2 separate regions of the Danio rerio genome follow, and region 2 is linked to region 1. Evidence: chromatin contacts called from public Hi-C data. All regions are on one chromosome and are shown on one strand. Each heading gives the region's core, a stretch centred on a gene start, on an enhancer-like site or on the middle of the called end of the contact. The rest is flanking DNA. Distances are from core to core; before and after follow the strand shown.

Region 1 (4,604 bases), core at 607-3,106:
TGTTCTTCAGTGCACAAGACAGATCTGGAATCTGGAGAAAAGATAAAGTGTTTTAAATGATGTGCTTGTTGGTATAGCTGTGTTTGGTGATGAGGTAAACACAACAGTGCCTTTTATTTTGTAGTAATATGCAGTAATATTTCGAGGAATGCTAACTGGCAGTTTCTTTTCAGCTTAGTCCCTTTATTAATCCGGGGTCGCCCCAGCGGAGTGAACCACCAACTTATCCAGCACACGTTTTACACAGCAGATGCCCTTCCAGCTGCAACCCATCTCTGGGAAACACACTCATACACTACGGACAATTTAGTCAACCCAGTTCCCCTATAGCACATGTGTTTGGACTGTGGGGAAACCGGAGCACCCGGAGGAAACTGATGTGAACCCGGGGACAGCATGCAAACTCCACATAGAAACACCTACTGACCCAACCGAGGCGCAAACCAGCAACCTTCTTGTTGCCTTGAGGCCACAGCACTACCTACTGCACCACTGCATCGCCCCAATTCAGATTTATTTAATCAATTTTTTACATCAGATCAGGATCTTAGTGAGTACTTCACTATATGTGATGGTTACATTTAGGATAGGGAATGTTTATTTCCAGAACCTTTACAGTCATTTTTACCTGGCTTTGGAACAATTTTCCCAAACCCATAAATCGTAGGAAGTCTTTTGAGGAATATTAGTACATTTTACATTCATATATCTTCTGAATTGCCAGCTACATGCATTTATATGTACTTCATTTATAGCAGGGGTGTCAAACTCAATTCCTGGAGGGCCGCAGCCCTGCACAGTTTAGTTCCAACCCTGCTCCAACACACTTACCTGTAGGTTTCAAACAAGCCTGAAGGACTCAATTAGTTTGATCAGGTGTGTTTAATTAGGGTTGGAACTAAACTGGCCAGACTTGCGGCCCTCCAGGAACTGAGTTTGACACCTGTGCTTTAAAGGATGTGATAAATTTACAAGATCTCACTCTGTATTCGTATTGTTAGATGAGTAACCGCATCAGTGCGAGTTGAGACAGCTGTTTATTCCTGTTTATAGTTTTATGTTCAATCAATCAATAAAAACATGCAGCACTTGTGTTATTTTACATTTTGCAAAGTTTCAATAAACTGATCGATTTTTAAATATGATCAGGCTTCAGATGAACTGGGTCAGGTCAGGTGGAAACTGTCTGTGTAGATGTTATAATAGAGGACACAGAGGTAGAGTTGGTTTATATTCGCACATTGGCTCATTTAGCAGTCTCTATATTGTTTATCATGCTACTGTGAATATTCGATCAGTGTTAGCACGCAATGATGACTTCAACACAACATCAACACTGTTTATTTGACTGTCATCAATGCTGTACTTTAATAATCAATAGCTGCTAATATGATTTCACTATTTAGAGTTTGCCAATAATACTTTTATGAAATTGTATTATTAAGGAGAAAGTCTGAATGTGCGAATAAAAGCTTCACCTCGTTATAGATGACACGTGTCTGTGTTATTGCATTCTCTCGGTGACCTGACCGTACCTCATTTATTCGTTTGTTGGCCCATCCGTACCAGTTGCTACGCTCAACATCTCCTGCGCCGTTCCCAGGCACAATCACAACTCTCTTCAGAGGCATTTTAACAGAAAAATCCAGCTCCTTACTCAAAAACTCATACACGGAAACACCCCAGACGGCATGTGGAGCGATATTCCGCAGCGCAGCGCCTCCTGGAGGTCAGTCCGCCATCTTGCTCTGAGTTTTAACTTCTCCGACTTTTTGTCAACTGCAAACTACGAGCTGAAGTTATTTTAAATAAGGCGTTTACATTGAACAGACAGCATCCGGGTCTGCTTTATACATTAATCATCGTTAAATGCGAGGTCAGATGGGGAAATGGCTGAACACGTGATCTCTCGCTTTTTTTTTTTTTTGTAAAATATTTTCACAATTGCTAATAAAATTCATAACTTTACTGCATCTTATGAAAAGAATGCATTTAATAAAAGGTCTGATATACCTTTAGATAATATCAGCAACATAAATCCTGTGACGCTGTAAGCATCTGTATTGGCATTTTCATGCATGAATATTGAGCGGGGATTTTCCATGTGAGCTGCTGTGGGTTTCAGTAGGACAGGACTGCACTCACCCACTGCCGCCCCGGGTGATCTGTCATCGGCAAACCTCTCCCATCCGACCGAGAGGAGGAGTGTGTCGTGTCACAACACTGCGAGCGGCTCATAGGAGAGCTCTGCTTATTGTTTGTGTCTGTTTAAACCCATTCTCTAAATGATTTCAGGACTAATGTATCTATGAAACTGCTGCATATTACTGATCGATGACCAATGGTGGATCTCTGCTGTCTGGATATCAACAGTTTCAATGAGTGCTGGAGGAGATGAAGCATCAGGGTGAGTACTGTTACTGTTTATTTCCATATGAAGCGAATATACAGTGCTCAACATGTGAAGTCAATCAGAACAAGTTCTTCAAATGGGTGTTGAATAGTTCTCTCCACTTTATTTTGGTCCACTTCAACTGTTGGCTGTTTAAGCATGATCATCATGTCAACATGAAGAGCCTCAAAACCTTAGTGTCCTCTAATTAGAAGAGCTGGTCAGTGTTTATCCAGTCAACAAAAGACGCTCTTACATTCCCATTTAATCCAACATTTGGGATTTTTTAATGTCTTCAACATTACATAAATTATTTTTGTCTTTGAAAATCTGAATAAAACCATTACAGACCATCAGATTTTACCCTCAAACCCACATGATTTACTGATTTCTATATTGTGTTTGGGACACATTTCTTCAGGACTCATTGGTTTTTAACATGCCACCATTAAGAAGGGAAAATTAGTGACTATTTGAGATCTAAATGATCATTTCAGTGTCCATTAAAGCAGTACTGTACTGAACAAAAGCTGCATTGCTTTACTCAATGTTTAAAGTTAAGTTTTGCTTGTAAACTCTTTACATCGGCTGAATTTAAACAAACAAATCACATGTAGTAATCTTCAACCTAATTTGTTTAAATTCAGCTTAGGGCGACGCGATGGGTTGCACAATCCCCCTCACAGCAAGAAGGTTGCTGGTTCGAGTCTCAGCTAGGTCAGTTTGTGGAGTTTGCATGTTCTCCCCGTGTTGGTGTGGGTTTCCTTCGGGTGCTCCGGTTTCCCCCACAGTCCAAACACATGCACTATAGGGGAACTGATCAACTACACTGGCCGTAGTGTATAAGTGTGTGTATGGGGGTTTCCCACTGATGGGTTGCAGTTGGAAGGGCATCCACTATGTAAAACATACTAGATAAGTTGGCGGTTCATTCCACTGTGGCCCCAGATTAATAAAGGGAGTAAAAAGAAAATGAATTAATAAAATTCAGCTTATAGAATTTGCAATGAACTTTTTTTCGCTGGTCTATATTGTTGTTGTTGTTGTTGTTGGTTATTGTCAATGTTAGTGAAAACTGGAAGCATTGTATTGTATAATTATGGGAACATTATTTTAAATGTGCTTTCAATGGTGTAAAGATCGCATATAGTAAAGTTCAGATACGTTTGAAGAACTTGTAAATAAAATGAAACACTTTTGAATGGAAATGAACTGTTTAGAGAACATTTTACAATGCAATAATACAGATCACACCATTTAATCTTAATATGTACTATGCACACACTTGATACATCTTCATAGAGCTGAGGTCAGAATTATTCACCCCCTGCTTATTTTATTCCTCAATTTCTGTGTAACGGAGAGCAGATTTCTCCAGCACATGTCTAATCATAACAGTGTTAATAACTTATCTCTAATAACTGATTTATTTCCTCTTTGTCATGATGACAGTAAATAATATTAGACTAGATATTCTTCAAGACACTTCTATACAGCTTAAAGTGACATGTAAAGGCTTCACTAGGGTAATTAGGGTAACTAGGCAGGTTAGGGTAATTAGGCAAGTTATTGTATAACGATGGTTTGTTCTGTAGACTATCCAAAACAAATATAGCTTAAAGGGGCGAATAATATTGAGCTTAAACTATTAAAAACTGCTTTTATTCTAGCCCAAATAAAACAAATGTGCATGTGGCATTAAGTGTAGAGCTGGTTCTCTTGTGTTGTTGAGTGCTGGAGGTCTGCTCTGCTCTGCTCATTTCTGGCTCCTGCTCTTGTTTTCAGTGTATAGCAGTAGTTGGTTTGAGTTGTGTATGATTAGACATGTGCGAGTCTGTCATGACAGCTGTGGCCAGCACGGGTAGGCCTATACTTTTATTCTCTGTATATTTAGATACTGCAGCAGATGTCTCAGTGAACTGGTGGGGTTCAGACGTCACTCATCTAGACAGATATGAAGTTGTAAGCCAGGTGGACAGATGAACCATCAGGAGACAGATCGCTCACCTGTCCGGGGTTTTACAGGTGTTGTGTTAGACCTCTTAAAGCTAGGTTTCTGCCAGTATCAGATCTTCATGTTGCAATTCATTTCTTAAACTTTTATGCAGTAGTGTCACAATATTGAGCCAAGCTGGTTATTTTAACCCATTAATAATAATAAAATAGTGTAATGCTTTATTGTGTACACTCCAACAATGTCTATTGCTGCATG
Region 2 (4,604 bases), core at 1,177-3,676, 140 kb after region 1:
TAACAGTCCTGTCAATCCAGCATTCAGAACACACATGAGATACTGTAAAATATGAAATCGCAATTAAAGGATGAAAATTGTGAGATTAAAGCTAGACCTACAGTCCAGAGATCCGGTCCCCGCAGGTCAGGTGCGCCCGTATAAACATGCACACGGTGATGGAGGCGCACTCGACTCACACCTGGACTAGCGTATGACATGATGCGAGCAGCATAACTCATTACATGTTCTGGTTAAATCACTCTGTAAACACAACTCTCTGAGCTGTAAAGGGAAAAACACAGAAGAAACCTGCCGTTACTTTAATTTGAGCAAACACACAACTGCCATCTGCACATTAGTGTTTCAGTCAGGGCATATGAAGCTGAATAAAATGTTTAGTCTCTGCACAGTCCCACAGTAATCTACACTATAATAAAGGTTTTAATTGATTATATTCATTAATATTATTAAAATGAGGCTAATTGACGAAACGCGGAACCCGTTTGAGTGTTTGCTTTCATTTTGACATGCTAAAGCACACTTTTACAGTTGTGTAGAGAAACATCCCATAATGCAGCAGCAGTGTAGTTGAGTTAGGACAGATAATAATGCCTCTTGTGTTTAAATGATCGGCCTGCTGAGTCAAGGTTACAGTCTAAGTGGATCCTGCTCTCGCATGTGCTGCAGGCAGGCTGAATGAGGATCTTTTATAATTATGTCATTTAGGCGATACTGCTGTTTGTTCATGCAGAATTAAACACTAGAAAACATATTGCAGATCTATTTAAGAGCTAAATACAGTCAGCATATCGAGTTTGATTTGTAGCTCACGGCCCTACAAATGAAAATAACCTGGAAAAGTGATTAAAATAGGCTTCATAAATAAGTAAATGTAATGACAGGTAGGCCTTGTAGCCTGATGGTTTATGAGGGTTTATAAATGCCAACCGGACAATATCACAGAAAAACCTCACTTATGAAAGCCTGACACTTTATTGTTTTACTTTTACCATGATGAAAAGGTTATATAGCCTATTGAGTTTCTCAAAATGTAACCAATTTCACAGTAATAACTGAGTTTAGGTATTATATTTAGGTATTTTTCTGGCTGCTCTAATGCCTTCAAATAAATCTAAACACTTTTTAAATAACATTAGATTGTAACATTTAGCTTCTTCCTAACACTGATGTTGGTTAGTAATGGGCTCCGTGAAGCGTGATGTGACAAATACCAGACAATACCTAAAATACACACGTCAAAACTAAAAAGAACTGCCGGATTGTGAAGAAACATCTGAAACATTTTCAATAATCATTAAAATAATTATAATAATAAAAAACAAAAAACATAGAAAAGTGTATTAAGATGTTCCCTGATACTCGGGCAATTTGTTTCTATTGTTTGCAACTATATATATATATATATATATATATATATATATATATATATATATATATATATATATATATATATAATGACAATCTGCCAAACTCTGAACAAACATCTTCAATAAATGTGATAATAATAAACAAATATTATAAATATAAAATTGCACAAGACAAATAAAAGATCTCAATCACAGGTCTTGTGCAATTTTATATTTATAATATTTGTTTATTATTATCACATTTATTGAAGATGTTTGTTCAGAATTTGGCAAATTGTCATTATATATATATATATATATAGTTGCAAACAATAGAAACAAATTGCCCAAGTATCAGGGAACATCTTAATACACTTAAAATATTGTTAATTTAGTTTTTAAATACAGTGATTTAGACATTTGACACATTAGCTTTCTCCTCTTCCTTCATCCCTGTCAGGAGCAAGTTGTAGAGTAGTTAGAGGTTCATTCTGCTGTGGTGACCTCTGATAAATCAGGGACTGAGCTCCAGAAAAATATAGTAGACATTTGTATTTATTCTCATTGATGAAATGGTTGAGAACAGAAACGCAACCGTTTACTGAACAGGTCTTCTGGGACTCAGGGTTAGGGGATAATGTCAGGAGACAAGATGACATTAATCATCATTTGCATGATTTAATTCAGAATCGTGACTCATGTCACTCTGACAGATGTCCATCCCTCTTCCTGCGCCGCTGCTGCTGACGACTCTTCGTGTGAAATGGGTGTTGCGGCTCTTATTCACTTCCGCGCCACGTTGTTATGAAACGATTGGTCCGTGAGGCTGGCTGTGTTATTTTAACGGGGGAGGCCATACCCACAATGGCTCTTTATCCATTATTTTGTGTGCGCCTGGCGTTATAAAAAACCCTGTCGTGAAGTATCACAGCATAAACTGATTCTCAATCATGCACTTTACTTTAGGACAGTGTGGAATCAACATCACTGTAAAGCGAAGATCTGAGGACGCCTCCACATACTGGTACAGACTGTTGACCTATGACGTCACTGCTGGATCCGCCGTCCTCTGTGTGCGGAACTGAACTGAGTTTCTCGTAGAGCGCGATGGGTCTTTAAAGCTGTCTGACAGAGCACACACCGAGCAGTGAACACGGTTTATTGGTGGAAGAGAAGTTCAGAACCGACGCCTAGCTTTCTCCGTGATTCAGACGAAATAAATACAGCAGCAGGTCAATCGTTTGCTGGGTAAGTTTATTAGTGTGTCATCTGCCATAGGAGTTATTCAGCAGATCAATGAAGAATGTGATTATTATTAATGAATATTTAATTGTTGACAAATATAAATTGTGTCTAAATTACAAAGTGATGACAAAACATGTTATTTTCGCCTTCAACTGGAATGAATGAGATGAATGAAGCTCATCGGTGGAACCACCTGCTCATACTGTTCAGAACAATGCACTTCACGACACTATTGCTATTAATTTAACAAGAATTAACGCTAGTTAGTATCTGACAAATGAAATATCAGTCTTACTCTGTACAAGATGGACAAGACATGATTTTCAGGTATTACAGGTGTACTGTGTGGGCGTGTCCTAGCAGGACATACAGGTGTCACAAAGAGGTAAAGCTCCTTTCACATTCAGACATTCTCCCTCATAATATAATGTCAGAGCAGTGTTCTGTTCAAATTCTGAATAGCGAAACCACATTAGCAGCTATTGATGATCACAGTACAGCATTGATCAGTCTACTAGATAGTGTTCATGTTGTTTAAAGTCACACTGGCAGGTTAATTCAGACCAGATACTCAAAGTGCCGTGGTAAACAATATAGGGAGTGTGTCACACATTGTCACTGAATGAATGTGTGAAGATAAAACCACCTTAATAATAGTGAAATCACATTAGCAGCTATTGATGATCACAGTACAGCATTGATCAGTCTACTAGATAGTGTTCATGTTGCTTTCAAGTCACACCGGCATGCTAATACTGACCAACCATTCACAGTACCATGGTAAACAACCAACTTTACCTCAGTAGGTGTGACTCTCTTGCGTACTCTCTGTTTTTGTGACTGTGTGTTGTTATACTAAGCAGAAAGTATTTTAATGAATGTGTCGTGTCGTGTCGTGGCTGGTGAGGCACTGTCAGGTTTAAAAACATCTCCACCCGATATATTTGCCAACTGCCAGCTGTTTCATATCTCATATCAGCATTATTTCTGTACACATGACAGATATTGGGCCAAAGAAGAATGTATAGTCATTAAGTAGGCCTCCCAAAAAGCAGCCAGCTGTGTGCTCCACACACACTCCTGTGCACTGAGGGACAGATTTGTACCTTGTAGATGTTGTGTGTGTTCTGTACAGTGGGCATGAAAAGTATTCAGACCATTCACCTTGCATTTTATTTGCTCTACTGGGGCACAGCTCCCCCTAAAACAAAACAAAGAGGAAATGAATGAATGAATGTATAGCAGGTTTGTAGTCAGCCTATTAAACGAGGGCTCTTTGTTTCAGATCTTTACAGATATTTGAGGTCTAATTACTGCATTTCAGTGACATTTTAAGCACTATTTTGTGCTGGATTAGCCTCAGGATGGTTATCATCACCACACATGTTTGTCATGTTTTGTTTTTCTGTTTACAAAAATGGTTTATGCACAAGTTGTTACAGTTTTATATATAATGTAATGAGATTAGGATTTTAGAAATATATAAAAATGCATATTTGAAATGCTAATTTATTATCATCCATCATAAAAATAAAAAACAACAACAAAAAACTGTGAATCTGTTAAAGCTGGCTTTAAATTAAGAACTGAACCCACAGGCAAATAACACACTGGCCAGCTCATCCCCCAGTCAGAATTCGTCCATTTAAATAATAAAAGCCGTCCTTTATTGGTTATTCTTCTTAAAGTCTTCTTCTATTGGTTATTTTCACCATTGAGGATGGCACAATGTCAAAAATGAGCTGATATATGGGCCAAATTCTGGACTATGTCAGAACGGGGGTGGGTCTTTCAAACCCCCCAAACCCGCCCTGGCTGCGGGCCTATATATATATATACAGTTATGTAAAAAATGTACAGTGTTATGGTTATTGTAAAATTTTTACACTAAATAAATAACAGAAATGAATCCTAAATGTAACTGGACACAGCTGGAGTGATGCTGAGATAATTTAAGAACTCTTTTGCATGAATATTAATTACGCTTGAATAAAATTCTCCAGACATTTC

What was found. Hi-C and Micro-C count contacts between places; a contact is called where the count stands out from the background.
Region 2: a contact with region 1 is called in a Hi-C map of hematopoietic stem cells, with 1.9 times the contacts expected there. The contact joins the promoter of gmppb here to the promoter of rbbp9 in region 1. A contact is called at or near these places in 2 of 18 Hi-C or Micro-C datasets (hematopoietic stem cells and an unstated tissue).

What each region holds. Positions count from the first base shown.
Region 1 is chr22:41,150,689-41,155,292 of GRCz12tu, forward strand. rbbp9 (retinoblastoma binding protein 9) reads right to left here and starts at 1,857. Exons shown (of 5, transcript NM_001042748.1): 1 at 1,536-1,857; 2 at 1-31. The coding sequence starts at 1,631. sirt7 (sirtuin 7) reads left to right here. Exons shown (of 12, transcript XR_012397996.1): 11 at 1-94; 12 at 174-1,102. It also overlaps a transcript of arhgef3 not described here.
Region 2 is chr22:41,289,829-41,294,432 of GRCz12tu, forward strand. It overlaps gmppb (GDP-mannose pyrophosphorylase B), which reads left to right and starts at 2,427. Exons shown (of 10, transcript NM_001003491.2): 1 at 2,427-2,597.